5 separate regions of the Mus musculus genome follow, and regions 1, 2, 3 and 4 are each linked to region 5. A link is a contact called in public HiCAR-type, HiChIP or PLAC-seq and promoter capture Hi-C data. All regions are on one chromosome and are shown on one strand. The core of a region is the stretch at or near the end of the contact, and the rest is flanking DNA. Distances in the headings are between cores, read along the strand shown.

What was found. Promoter capture Hi-C pulls out the DNA fragments that hold promoters and counts their contacts. HiCAR-type assays count read pairs that join an accessible place to other places. HiChIP or PLAC-seq counts read pairs in DNA pulled down with a chosen protein or histone mark.
Region 1: an H3K27ac HiChIP or PLAC-seq map of extraembryonic endoderm stem cells shows a contact between it and region 5, with 12 times the contacts expected there. The contact joins the promoter of Trappc12 here to the promoter of Pxdn in region 5. A contact is called at or near these places in 5 of 39 promoter capture datasets (the 3T3-L1 cell line, the C10 cell line, cranial neural crest and 1 more) and 5 of 115 datasets of contacts at active chromatin or transcription factors (astrocytes, embryonic forebrain, extraembryonic endoderm stem cells and 2 more).
Region 2: a contact with region 5 is called in a promoter capture Hi-C map of liver, with 3 times the contacts expected there. The contact joins the promoter of Dld here to the promoter of Pxdn in region 5. A contact is called at or near these places in 3 of 39 promoter capture datasets (cranial neural crest, hippocampal neurons and liver).
Region 3: a contact with region 5 is called in a HiCAR-type map of astrocytes, with 4 times the contacts expected there. The contact joins the promoter of Adi1 here to the promoter of Pxdn in region 5. A contact is called at or near these places in 2 of 39 promoter capture datasets (cranial neural crest and embryonic stem cells), 3 of 115 datasets of contacts at active chromatin or transcription factors (astrocytes, embryonic forebrain and embryonic stem cells) and 1 of 9 other capture datasets (adipose tissue).
Region 4: a promoter capture Hi-C map of embryonic stem cells shows a contact between it and region 5, with 5 times the contacts expected there. The contact joins the enhancer-like site here to the promoter of Pxdn in region 5. A contact is called at or near these places in 4 of 39 promoter capture datasets (the 3T3-L1 cell line, embryonic stem cells and trophoblast stem cells) and 2 of 115 datasets of contacts at active chromatin or transcription factors (astrocytes and embryonic forebrain).

What each region holds. Positions count from the first base shown.
Region 1 is chr12:28,749,029-28,751,728 of GRCm38.p6, forward strand. Trappc12 (trafficking protein particle complex 12) reads right to left here and starts at 1,372. Exons shown (of 12, transcript NM_178811.5): 1 at 1,134-1,372.
Region 2 is chr12:31,350,041-31,352,740 of GRCm38.p6, forward strand. Dld (dihydrolipoamide dehydrogenase) reads right to left here and starts at 1,431. Exons shown (of 14, transcript NM_007861.5): 1 at 1,261-1,431. The coding sequence starts at 1,299.
Region 3 is chr12:28,673,840-28,676,539 of GRCm38.p6, forward strand. It overlaps Adi1 (acireductone dioxygenase 1), which reads left to right and starts at 1,368. Exons shown (of 4, transcript NM_134052.2): 1 at 1,368-1,533. The coding sequence starts at 1,414.
Region 4 is chr12:28,699,336-28,702,035 of GRCm38.p6, forward strand. Trappc12 (trafficking protein particle complex 12) reads right to left here. Exons shown (of 12, transcript NM_178811.5): 8 at 2,201-2,274. Among named protein-coding and RNA genes, the nearest start is that of Mir6937, 21 kb to the left of the region's middle. Within about 2 kb of position 1,391, at least 94 of the 459 cell types and tissues checked have an H3K27ac peak or open chromatin away from gene starts, as enhancers often do. A contact at or near this core is called in embryonic forebrain and embryonic stem cells, where this site is marked.
Region 5 is chr12:29,936,727-29,939,426 of GRCm38.p6, forward strand. It overlaps Pxdn (peroxidasin), which reads left to right and starts at 1,310. Exons shown (of 23, transcript NM_181395.2): 1 at 1,310-1,598. The coding sequence starts at 1,408. It overlaps Gm31939 (a long non-coding RNA gene), which reads right to left and starts at 1,261. Exons shown (of 4, transcript XR_001780596.2): 1 at 1-1,261.

The DNA.
Region 1 (2,700 bases), core at 122-2,621, 1.2 Mb before region 5:
AACTGTTGCTATGTATCAAGGACCACTTTGATCTCTCTCTCTCTCTCTCTTCCCCCCCGCCCCCCGACAGGGTTTCTCTGTATAGCCTGTCCTGGAACTCTCTCTGTAGATCAGGCTGGCCTTGAACTCAGAAAACTGCTTGCCTTTGACTCCCAATTGCTGGGATTAAAGGCATGCACCAACACTGCCCGACCACTTATTTGTTTTTAAAGAGAGAGTTTCTCCAAGTAGCCCTGGCTGTCCTGGAACTCACTCTGTAGATCAGGCTACCCTCGAACTCAGAGATCAGTCTGCCTGTGCCTCCTGAGCGCTCAGAGAAAAGGACCACCACTGCCAAGAGCAATCACAGACCTGCAGTTCCTTCCTGCAACAGCATACACACACTCCGATTTCACCACACACTGGCTGGCTGATACTTTTTTTTTTTTAACATTTATTTAGCTTTTTAATATGTGTGAGAGTTTGTTTTTATAAATCAAGGTCGTAGGTAACCTAAGCTGGCCTTAAATTTGTTATATAGCCTAAGACGACTTTGAACTCCTGAACATCCTGCCTCTACTTCTCAAATGATACAGGCTCAGCACCAACACCTCGTCTTACTGTATTTATTCATTTGTCTATTTATGGTCAGAAGACAATCATGTGGAAGAACAACTCTTCTTCCATCGTGTGGGTCCTGTGGATGCAGCTCAGATTATCAGGAATGGTGACAGACACTGAGCCATCCTGTCAACCCTTGTTTTAGTTTTTAGACTCTATTCATTCTTTCTTTCTTTTGAGGGGGTTGGGGTGTCTCCCTATTTAGCCCAGACTGACCTCAAACTTAAAATATTCCACATCACAATCTCCCGAATGCTTACAGGAAGGAATCACTTTTCCCACACAACACTACTCATTCGTCAGTGGTCAGGTTATGTCTATGGCACCCCATCCTCTATCTCTTAACCCCGACTCTGGCTTACTGCAGTGCTTCATTTATTGTGGGGCTATGACACACCGAGGTCGACAGGAGCAAAAGTTGGGGCAAACCAAAAACATAGCTCGAACACTGGTGATGTAACACGGGCACCTTCTAAGCATGCTAACGAACCCGCACTTTATACACATAAAACCGAGGTCAGGAGGGTGTGTACCTTGTCCAAAACCACAGGGAGCACACAGAATTGGCTAAAGCCCGAAGGAGCCAGCCCCTCGTGGGGCTACTCTGCGTGGCCGAGAGCGGTTGATTACGCGAGGACGCCGCCCTCTGTGGGAAGGTCAAGGGTACCGGCGACCCTCCTCACTGCGACCCGCTCCTCACCTGCCACCCGCCCCTGAGGTCGGGTCACCCACAGGCGAAAAGGGTCCGAAGAGATGACGGAAGACCGGAAGTAAACTCAAGATCCAAGGTCCCGCGCGTTTGTGCGTCTGCGTGTGCTGGCCGCGGAGACCCGACTTCCGCACATGCTCAGTTTGGGAGCCGCTAAGCTCTCCACTGGAAGCCGGGCGCATATCCGGCTCAAGAGCTGTGGGCGGGGCCTAAGGCCAAACTGGGTAGGGGACAAGGATGGTCCTGGAGATTGAAGAAAATCGTCTGTCCTTGGGCCTGTCACCAACCAAGGATGTTTTTTCCTAGGATTTTATCTTTGTGCTAGTTGATTCTCCACGTTTCCCCCCTTGTGTCTGTGGCAGTGTGTGCTAACATCCGTAAAGTTGCGGGGAGGAATTAAGGAGTCAAGAGTCAGCCTTGCTTGCTGAACTCATGGTTGGTTGAGAATCGTCCTCAAGTCAAGAACCTTGCTTTCTTGATTTTCTGTGTCACATTTCTATGACAACGTAAAAACACAGCTCTCATCTCAAAGGGAAGAAGAATTTATTCTGTGAGTGACTATAGCTTGGGAACATAGATTCAGGTCACCGTAGATTCTGCCCTACATGATAACAATTTGATGAAGTTTTACAGTAACAACCAAAAATACCTACTTCTTAAGCACACTTCGGAAGCAGTGGGTAGGTGGGTAGGTCTCAGGTGCTATCTCATGACTTTCATAGCTTTGGGATCGGTGGAAGCTAGTTGCCAGAGGTTTTATCAGAAAGTCAAGGTAAGACAAAGGTGGGCAATGGATGACTACTAAGGGGGCTAATGGTAGCATCACAGAAACTGCTGTCATGAAGGTCAGTCAAGAGATAATGGCAAAGTCAAAACACAGAAGAAACGCGTGTGGAGATCCAGAACTTCATAGAACCAAGACAGTTCATTTCCTATGGTGCATTCTTGCAGTATTTTCCATGCCAGGTCCTAGAGCCTTCTGTCTCTGAGAGCTCTGGACAGTTTAGATCGTGGGCTTAGTTGTGTCTCTGTGCAGGACTGGGTGGTTACGTGAAGTGCACACCGCTCGCTGTATGTCACTGCCCACTTACACCATCACCACAGTCTTGACTCAAGCTTGCAGCATCTTATCTTTAAATGGACATCTAAGAGCCTGCTTCTGAGGCTGGATCGAAGGTCCTGGCAGTGGGTTGGGCAGTGCTCTGGTGCTCAGGACCACGGTTTAGGAGTAAAGCTCTGCCAACCATAATGCCAAGTTAACTGTTCTCTTTAGGGCTCAGATCTTTGGAACTTGAGGGAGCAGCGCAGGATAAGAGCGCCGCCCTGATGGACGTCCATTCCCGCTGCTTTTGCTCCGGGCCCGGCCTTCCAACCCAGGATCTCCTGTAGCT
Region 2 (2,700 bases), core at 181-2,680, 1.4 Mb after region 5:
TACCTTGCCAGGTCTGCCTTATTATTATGAACATTCAATGAACCATTTCATATTAAATCTAATAAAAATATATTTAATGGCTTACAGTTTTATTAAAACTTCAGAAAGCATTGTTAATTTTATTGCCAAGGATCAGTTTAGTATTCTAATTAAAATCCCAAAACTTTGAATTCAGGTATTTAAGTATTTCAATGATATTCATTTCATCTGTCATTCTGCTTCCTAACAAATCTACTTAACAGTCTGTAATCACTTATAAGATCTATAAAGATGTTCTTAAGCCACCAACTGGACTAGGAAAATGTACCAACAACGGAGTGGCCTCACATTCTGGAAGTCCCACAAATTGCATCATAATCTCACACTCTCTAAGCAGTGTGACTACCATTTCCTAAGGCCAGGGCCACATAAAGAAAGCACACTTCCAGCTCCTATCACAGCGAGTAAGCAATGGACAGCAGCGACAATATACTCTGATGCAGCAAGGTTTTTTACTTGAAGACAACTTCTGCACCTGAGATCAAGATATGCCAACCAAAGAGGAACAAAGAACTGTCTGTACTGAGAGACGCGGCTCACCTTCTCCCTAAAACAGTGACATTTTGCGTGTTACATTAACTTTTAAAGACACAGACGGCTCAGCCGTGAAGAGTCTCATTTCTGTATTGTCCCTAAAGTTATCCTGCTACCCTGCCACTAGGCCTCATACATTCAATTTGGCAGCTGTCAATTGGCAGGTGAAATGGGAAAGTTGTTTGGACGACAAACCGCTGCAATTAAAACTATAAGCCCCAGGGCCTGACTGATGGCAGGGTGCACTAGTTTAGAGACGTGAATGAAAACAGATCCTTGGAGGAGGAACTCGCGGGACGGTGTGTTGGAGCTGACCACGTCTGGGCCAGTCGGGCCTCAAGGTTACTTCCCCGCCGTAGGAGAGTAGGCCACCCCCCGGGTCATTAGGATGAGGCGAAAGGTAGGAAGGGGCAGGCCGCGCGTGGCAAGGGTCATTTACTCCTCCCCGAAACTGGGGGAGGGCCCAGGCCCCTGGACCAGCGTCCGGGTCGTGTGGGGCTGCGGGCAGTCATTCCGCAGCAGGGCCCTCCCGAGCCCGGGCTCGCGCTCCCCGCTGCCTCGGGAGGCCGCACCGAGCCGGCATAGAGGCGGGGCCGCGGCGGTTCCCGGCGGCAGGCCGCGTCCGGGCCCACAGCGGGCGTCTAAGTGCCTGTGGTCCAGCATCATCCCCTCGCGGGCCGCCCTCACCTTGGCCAAGGAGCGGTACACACGACTCCAGCTCTGCATCGTCCCTCGGTCCCGTCCCTCCAACCAGGGGTTTTCACCTCCGCTGAACGCCTGGTAAGACTTATCCAAGGTCTCCCCACCCTGCGCCTGCGCAACATATACGTCATCGCCGAGGAGCAGCGCGATTGGCCCGAAAGGCAGAGGCTTTCCGGTCGCTTCGTCGTGCGCTGTCGTGAAGGGCGCTGCGCTTTGTGGCAGCTGGGGAATTGGAGAACTGTTGCTCAAATGACTGGAGTAGAGTTGCAAATTATCCTTGAAAGACGAACTAGATAAATAAAAATGTTGTTTCTTCAGTAAAGCCCACAGAAAGTAAAGTTTAAATAGGAAAGGAAGAAAAGTTTGACAACTTGACAAGCTTATGGTTGTGCTAGATATTCGTGGGCAGTAGGCTTTATCTAGCTTTACAAAAACCGTATGAACTGTTTGCATTTTCTGGATGGAGCCCTGAGAGGTTAAAGAAAGCAAAGGAGAGGTAACTGCAGCTCTACGAACAAAGGCTTTGATTTTAACGGCTGGTTTACAATCTCTGTTCTCGAAGGCAATGGAAAGGATAGGCTTGAACCTTTCTTCACCAACATCCTGTTCTGAAAACTGCGCTAACAAAAAGTATAGAAAACAAGCTCCCTTCTATTTTTGTATTTTGAAAGCACGCCTCCCTTGTAGAAGAAACTAGAAGGGTTGGGATGGTGGGTGAGGTGTTAGGTTTTCATTGAGAGTGCACCTAAAAGATTGCTAACTGTTGTCTATAAGATTGAGCACAGAGCCTGGCGTGGTGGGCTACGCCTTTAATCCCAGCACTCGGGAGGCAGAGGCAGGCAGATTTCTCAGTTCGAGGCCAGGCCAGCCTGGTCTACAGAGTGAGTTCCAGGACAGCCAGAGCTCCCTATCTCGAAAAACAAAAACAAAAACAAAAAAAAAAAAAAAATTGAGCACAGAGATTTAAGGTCTGATACCACTTTGTAATAACAGTCTCTAGTTTAAACCTTAACTCTATACTTCTCAAAAGTTTACAGCCCAGGCACTGTACTGAACTCCATAGAGTTAGGGATTAGATGAATATTACTTCTTACCTATCTATGCCCATTTAGAAGGAAAAAGACATGAATAAATGATTTTTTAATGTTATGACGAAAGCTAGCTGTTACCAAATATTAATCACCACCACAACCCCTTTTTGGTTTCTTGAGAGAGTGTCTCATGTGTCCCAGACTGGCTTCAAACTCAATATAGAGCTTAGAATGACCTTGAATTTATAGTCCTCTTGCCTTCATCTCCTGAGTGCTGGGATTACAGGTGCCCACCACCATGTGTTGCTGATTGCTGGGAACGGAACCCAGAGCTTCTAGTATACCAGGCAAGCATTCTTCACCTGAGTTACATCTTAAGCCCTTGTTTTCCCCT
Region 3 (2,700 bases), core at 118-2,617, 1.3 Mb before region 5:
GAACTCACTCTGTAGACCAGGCTGGCTTCAAACTCAGAAATCTGCCTGCCTCTGGCTCCCAAGTGCTGGGATTAAAGGTGTGCGCCACCACTGACAAGCACAAAAAATTCTTTAAAGCTATCTGGTCCTCAGTTGTCATACTTTTAAACTACGGTAATTTTTTTCTATCAAAGATGGCTATCCCACCAAGGGCCACTATTCCACAAACCTCCCTATTTGTTAAAATCTTGTGTGGTCCTGTTACCCAACCCTGAGATGACAGCCATTTGTTGTTCTTACTCTTTATAACACCCTTGCCGTTTGCAGTTAACGAATTAGCATCATATTATGAGGTCTAAGTCCCACCAATGGAACTTTCTTTTTTCTTTCTTTCTTTCTTTTTTTTTTTAAGATTTATTTACTTATTATATGTAAGTATACTGTAGCTGTCTTCAGACACCCCAGAAGAGGGCGCCAGATCTCGTTATGGATGGTTGTGAGCCATCATGTGGTTGCTGGGAATTGAACTCAGGACCTTCAGAAGAGCAGTCAGTGCTCTTAACCACTGAGCCATCTCTCCAGCCCCCCCCCCCCCCATGGGACTTTCTTAATCAGATTTTGAAGAAACACCCATCTTTAATCTGTGCTGCACCTTCGGATAGCATGGAGGTTAGTTTCATTTACTTATTTTAGGTTTATTTAGAAGCGTTTTGCCTTGGATATGCAACACGTGTGAACATAGCCACAGAATTCAGAAGAGCGCAGCAGATCCCCCAGAACTGGAGTTATGGGTGGTTGTGAACTACCAAGTGGCTGCAGGGAATTGCATCTGGGTTCTCTGAAAGAGCAACAGATGCCCTTAACTGCTCGAGCCATCTTTTCAGCACCATGACGGGTTTATTTTAACAGTCATGTTAACATAGCTAGAATCACCTAGGAGGTGAGTAGTAATGAGAAACGGTCTAGATCAGGTTGGCCTGTGGCCTGTCTATGGGGGACTATCTAGATTGCATTAATTTAAAAAGAAAGTATAGAAAGGGTCCGAGCACTAGTGAACACACATGCATTCATTTCTCTCTGCTCTTGGCTATGAACTAGCTGCTTCAAGTTCCTCTTCTGACAATTCTGCTGCCCCGAATGATGGAATTTAACCTGGAACTGTGAGCCAAGTAAACCCTTTCTGCCTGAAAGCTGCCTTTGTAAGAATATTTTATCATAGCATTTGCAAGGAAAACAGGGTAGACACATAACTGCCGAGGAGGCTGTGGATATGCCACCACCTTCTCCAGAGGGTGAGACGCCTTTCCTGGTCCTGAATTCTACCTGAGCGGTCACGCCCTCCCGACAACTCCGCCCTACACCCCGCCCACCACCGTTGGGGCTCCTTCAAGCAACGCCCCTTCCAGCCAGTTAGTGGAAGCCGCCGCCGCCACCATGGTGCAGGCCTGGTATATGGACGAGTCCACCGCCGACCCGCGGAAGCCCCACCGCGCACAGCCCGACCGCCCCGTGAGCCTGGAGCAGCTGCGCACGCTCGGAGTGCTCTATTGGAAGGTACGAGTGCAGGCCGGAGCACCACGCGCCTGCGCACGCGCACGCCGTGACGGGGTGGGCCGGGTGGGGGTGGGGATGGGGGCTAGGGTGCTGCGCAAGCTCAGCAAGGCCGCCGTTTCCAGAGATTTCCATAACTGCAGAGAAGGCTTTGGGCTGGTGGCGCCTGCTTTCCTCTTGGTACTCGCGCGCGTTCACAGCTAGTGTTTGCAAACGCACGGCCAGCTGCCAGTCACATGGTAGTGTCACGGGTAACGCAGTTCAAACACAGGAAAGCCGCAGAGAATCTGGGGTTAGTGGAGGGGTAACTGGATCTAGCCTGTGTGCATTGGTATGGTCAAAATGAAGTGCAAACCAACTGGCCTTGGAGCCATGCCTGAGGAACGTTTGATGAGTCCTTTGCAGAGTCATGCCCCTTAAAAACCATGAAGGCCTGCTCACCACATGCTGTGCTCACAGCTGAAGCAGCGTCCACAGGTCGGGTGGCCACGTTAAGGTGGGAACGACGCTCAAATCCATGTCTGCAAGTAATAGGAGGATATTTTTGGGATAGGAAGCGGGGGAAATAGGTGATTGGAGAAGAATCTGGGTTGTGCACATATGAAATCAAGGCTTTGCATGGGACGGACTTGGTGATGCAATTTTGTCCTGGATCAGCAAGCATGGCTTCAGGGTTGTGGGGTTGGGGTCAGCAAGGCCTCTGGCATTCCTGTTGAGTTAGTCTTTGCTCCCACGGCAGAAGTTGCTAGGGAAAGGGGACAGAGCAGGGTGACAGAAAGGCCCCTTATGACTACAACGTTGGAGTGAAAGAGCTTTTGGAATACTGCCTTCGTCCCTTCCTTCGATCATCACGGATACCTTAGATTAGGAGTCACACTCAGGACTTTGTATCTACACCAGATCTGTAAACAACAGGAACTGGCTGCCCAGTAGAGACTGGAACCCGATTAGGTGCTTTGGGTGTCTGGTGAAGGCCCCCTCATAGCTGACTTCTATGAAACCTTAAACAGCTCCTCAGGGCAGTAGAGCCACTCATCTCAATCAGGAGCAGCTGTGACCCCACCGGGAGCCAGGAGGCCCACCTCTTACGTCATCCTGTGGGTGAAGTTTCCACATTAGGAAGGGGCGCATTCAGCCAGTTCCAGGGGGTCTCATGTTCTCTCCTGGCCT
Region 4 (2,700 bases), core at 141-2,640, 1.2 Mb before region 5:
AGCTTCTTGTAGTGTGTCCGCTCTACTCTTCTGACTACACTGACCTGCCCTTGAATAGAAATACAAACACTCATATGTGGGCAAAAGCATTCTTGCCTGACTTGCACCTAAAAACTGCATTGGCTGAGAGACTGCTAAATTGTATTAATGGCTGTTCTGTTGCCAACAAAGGCTTTATGTAGTGTTTTCCAAGCAAAGAGGAGGCACCCTGTGTGTGGCAGGCTCTTCCCCACAAAAGAGAAGCCACAATAGTCAATGCTGTGTGGGAGGTATAAGGACGTGAAGCTGAAAACTGTCCAGGTATCTTATGGCTACTGTGAAACCTCAGGATATCACATTTATGAACGAAGGGCTTTGTCTTGCAAGCGGGTGTTCCTGGAAATATATAGTGGGACTCTCAGAACTAGAACATATGAGCAAATTTCTTATCATTAAAAGGCTGATTAATTAGGTCATTGTTAGCTGGCACACAGGCCCCAGCTATGCAGCCCAGCTACTGTGGCAATACTTGTCGTGTCCACTAGATGGCAGCAGACTGCATGTGCTCACATCCACTTTCCTTACAGCATTTCTTTAACTCATGAAAATCAAGATTAAATCAAACTTTTAATTTAAATTACATCCATGGAGAAAGTATTTTTGAGACATGATAATCCGTCCCGTTCAGAACCTTGGGTGACAGGATGTCACAGGCAGACGTTTGGTGCCTGTGCCTACATTGCTGGCGGTGTCACTACTGCAGTAAAACAAAGGAAAGCGTTTTTTGTTACACTATTTTCTAACAGAGTCTCTCAGAAAGGCAAGCTGAGTGCACTGCAGCTGAGCAGCGACTTCCTCCCTGAGCATCTTCAGCCTGTGGCTGGGCACCACCAGTGCTGCAAGCCTAAGAAGGCAACCAAGGCTCAGAGACTTCAGGAGACTGGAGGCTCCCGGTGCCTTCTCAGGCTGCTACAGGCCACAGCAGTGAGGAGAGGCAGGCCTCACAGGGGGCGGTGGGACAGAAGGAAGCAGGCCCCTCCTTGGCTGAGGGCTGCAGCCCATGGGGAGGTGGGGGAGGCTCTGCAATGATGTCACCAGGGAGGTGGATGTGGGAAGATACCAGGAACAAAGTGGCCCTGTGGCAACAGACCATGTGCAAATATCTCACACAGAACTTCTAAAAGCTGTAATGTGTTCAAGAGTCGGAAAGAGCTGTGAGGACAGCTGGAGAGGTTTTAGGAAACCCATTCTTCTGTGTCAAGGTCACCTACTACAAGAGCCTGTCTACACCCAATGTCACACGTCACCTGTCTGCAGAGGTGCAGAGGAAACACACTGTCCTATGGCTGGGCTGTGGTCACAGACTTTCCTGCCAGGTCCAAGGAGCTGGCCACGTGGAGGGCTGCCAGTCGCTCTAAAGCGAGGAGCACGCTCTTCCCCTTGGTAACCTGCCCGCTGGCGGCCGCTCAGTCAGAGCAGGACGACCTTGGCTGAGGATGAGCTGATGAGCCGTCTCACCACAGCTCGGAAGGTGTTAACAGCGCTGCTCTGGGCGTCTGCTGCTGACAGATTCCGTGGCGGCTTCAGTGCCTGCCTGCAGCTGGCAGCAAGGCCGCCAGCTCTGTGGCAGGCCACCCGTGCCCAGGGCGGGAGGCAAGCCAGGCATGGGATGTATTTGAAATGAGAGAGAAGCTGAAAACCCGCTGGCAGGGCCCACGTGGAGAATGGACTGGAAATTCAGTGACTGACAGCCCGGCAGAGCTCCCCGAGTCACACTGGCTCCTCAGGTGCACAGCTCGGGGTGAGGTCCTCACAAGAGGGTCTGGTGGGAAAGACTGCCTTCAGATGTCAAATCCATCAATCATTAAAAAATGACCCTCACAGTAAAACAATCAGAACAAAGGTGAGATTTTCTGGATGGAGTTCAGAGGAAAACGCCCATTTTCGGGCGGAGTGAGCAGTTTTAATTAGACTGTTTAGACCTAGGCCCGTGCAATTAAATTCAGCAATATAAACTGTTTTCTGTGGAAATTTTACAACGACAAGTTAGGCCCCCAAGTGTGAGTGAACTCTACTGAGCAATCTAGGCCACACTGAAGACTGCTGAGGCCCACGGCTCACTTCCTTGTCAGGCCTATTGGAACACGCAGCACTTCCTTGCAGCCTCTAGCTGACACTGTCTGCTAGAACAAGGTGCTCTACAGCTCAGCCGCCCACATACCTTCATCAGGAGCAGACAGTTTGCCATGGAGTACAGCACACGGCCCAGACGAGACCTCCACAGCTGAACAGAGGCTGCGGGAGAGAGAGGCGTGAGTGTGCACAAGCAAGTGTGCTCCTGCGAGCTGGCAACTGCTACACTCTGGGTGCTGACACAAAGCCCCCCGCCTCCCCGCCTAACCTTACCAGGCCTCCCCAAGAACCGGAGACAGAGGACAGTGTTCTCAGTGGGATGCCCAGAGTGGGCTCCCATAAGAGACCATCTGCACAGATGCAGCAAGAAATATAGCCCAGCTCAAGCAGTCATCAGGAGCTCACTTCTAAGCCACAATCCTAAACCTGTGAACACGTCTGATGCAGAGACAGCATCTGCTGCCCAGGGCAGAAGCTGACCCATGCACATCGCCTGCTCGTGTCCAGCGGCTGCGGAGAACCCCGGGCCTGGTGGCAGTTTTAGTCCCTACAACCTGGAACTGACCACTTCCCTAGGCCTTTAGTTTC
Region 5 (2,700 bases), core at 60-2,559:
ACAGCCTGGCACAGTGCATCGGAAGTCTCCTGACAGTGCCTGAGTGTGACCCCATCCCTGGGCAGTACCCTGATGCCCAAGTCAGAGTGGAAACACAGTAGTTTGCAGGTCAAGATACATCTGGTGTCTTGTTTTTTTTTTTTTTCAATAAAGTAACAAAACACGGAGGGAAAACTTAAGAGAGAAAGATCTGTGTTGGCTCAGAGTTTCAGAGATTTCAGTCTGCCTGTCCAGAAAGGCCTGGCAGAACTGGGTAACTCCCTTTACATAGCCAGAAATCACAGAAGGAACACCTGGGCTGTTGGACTTTCCTCTCCATCTATCCTATTACACTGCCAACCTATGGGTGTCATTCTGGTTCTTAGTAGGTCTTCTCCTTTTAGGTAACTTTCTATAAATTCCCCCAGAGTTGAGTTTTATACTCTCCTAGGTGCTCAGTCCAATCAAGTTGAGAATCAGGATCAACTGTCACACCTGGGCTCCAGTTCCAAACCTCACATTTAAGACCTCTGCTCCCTTGGTTGTATTGCCTAACCTGGCCTTCCTGGCTGAAGAATGGAGAGACTGGAACCCCAGGGAGAATCAGAGAACTGTATAAAGTGTCAGCATTCAATCTTGCAGAGTACACTCTGATGTTAACCTCAGGGCTTCCCTTGTCTTAACGCTGTCCACGCAAAAGCCATCCCATCTTCCCCACAAGGGTTCCTCATTGGCGGTGAATGTTGGAGACCTCAGGAATCTCTCGCTAGGGAGCTTCTATTTCTGCAGCACAGCCTTCCCACAAGCTGTGCACTGGGGGGTGGGGAGGTTGCTGTGCCTCAGTTTCTCAAGTAGGAACGAGGAAAACTAGAGATAGATGTTTTGTGTGGGAACAGTGGTGGGCACGGAGGCAAAAGAGGCAGTGCCGCGAAAGCTCACTTCCTAGAACACAACAAAATTTGTAAGTATTCAAAAAAGGTATTACTAGCAACAAAACCCTTGGATACAGGGAGAAAGGATGATAAAGGGATGTGGGGTAACTTTGTTGTGGTACTGCAGTTTTAAAAGCAGAATCAGGGATCCAATCTCTGTCCCAAGCGACACCTCTGCACCTCTAGGAGCCCCCCACAGTGGAGTCTGTGTGCACTGGTCCTGCAGTCCAAGGAGGCCCTGCTGCACCTCCGAGAAGGGTCGCTAGGTTCAGACACCAAGGCCCTGGTGATTGCCCAGCCCCCGCCCTCTGCGAAGCTAAGAGGGGGCGGAGCCACGCGCATGTGCACAGCTGGCGCCCCCCTCCCCGCCCCCCGCGCACAGCTGGGACGTGGGCCGGGGACCGGAGGGCTCAGTTGGGAGCCGGCGGTGGACGCGCCCGCCGAGGCCTCCTCCGCTGCTGTTCACGCGTGCCAGCTCCTGTCCGCGCCATCTGCCATGGCCGTGCGCCCCACGCGCCGCTGCCTGCTGGCGCTCCTGCTGTGCTTTGCCTGGTGGGCCATGGCGGTGGTCGCCTCGAAGCAAGGGGCAGGCTGTCCAAGCCGCTGCCTGTGTTTCCGTACCACCGTGCGCTGCATGCATCTGTTGCTGGAGGCCGTGCCCGCCGTGGCGCCGCAGACCTCCATCCTGTGAGTGCGGCCCGGAGGGCGCTGGGGTCTGCGGGACGTGCGATTCAGGGGGATCGAGGGGCGTGGGTATCTTGGGGGGCAGGGGTACTGGTTTGGAGAGGTGGGCTACCCCGGCGTCCGGCGCAGGGTGTGCTGGGCCTTTTGTCCGTCCTGGCTAGGACGCCAGGGGCGGACCTGAGCGCTTAGCGCGCGGCCTGGGGAGCCGCCTTTGTTCAAACTCGGAATCTCCCGCTGGACCGGGAAGTAGTAGGGAGTCGCCAGGGAAAGCCCCGCGCGTCTCTCGAGCCCTCCCCGCCTGGCCTTCCCTCCGGTGTCTTCTCAACTTTCTCTCCACTCGGGGTTCCTCTCCCTCTCTCTTCTCTAAAGCGCAGGCCTGGGGTTGGGTCGTCCCTCCTCCGACCCCTTCTTTCTCCATCAGTGTACCTGCCCCCCTTTCTCCTCCTTCTGGAAGGATGCCCACCCCACATCACCCTGCGCCAAGGAAACCTCTTGCAGATTCTGGGTCCCGCGGCGCCACAGCGCCAAGTGTACTCCCATCGGCTTCTGCGCTGGAGCCTTCAAGTTCGCTGGGTGTCCTGAGGACTCTGTTGGGCGCAGCCCTTGTAAGGAGCTTTTTCTTTGCTTGGAAGAAGCTTGGCGTTCCAGGTGCCATGGAGGGCCCACCATCGTGCGGGTGGCCAAGTTCTGAGCAGCTCTGGGACTCTCCTCTTGCTGTTTCTACTCAGTTGGTCAGTTTCGCAGACGTCCTCCACTTCCTGGCTTTTTCACCTGGAGTTGTGCTTTGCGCCTTCACCGAAAGCCCCCAGATCTGAAGGAATCCCAGTGCTGCAGAGTTGGCTGCAGGCCTCTGTGTGTTCTGAGATTTGGTTCTGTGAAGGAAGGCATGCGTTTAGGGGCCAACTGTAATTCAGGGTCCTGCAGCTGCACTTCTGCATTCCAAAAAGAGTTTTCACTTTTTTGTGGCTGGGCTGGAGGACTTTGGCATCTCTGAGGATGCCTGCGAAAGTTATAAAAATCTGAGGGAACTATTCAAGGAGTGGGCGGTCGGTCAGGGCTCTCACTTCTAAAAGTGCATGGGTGTCCTACTTCCTCTGGGGGAGAT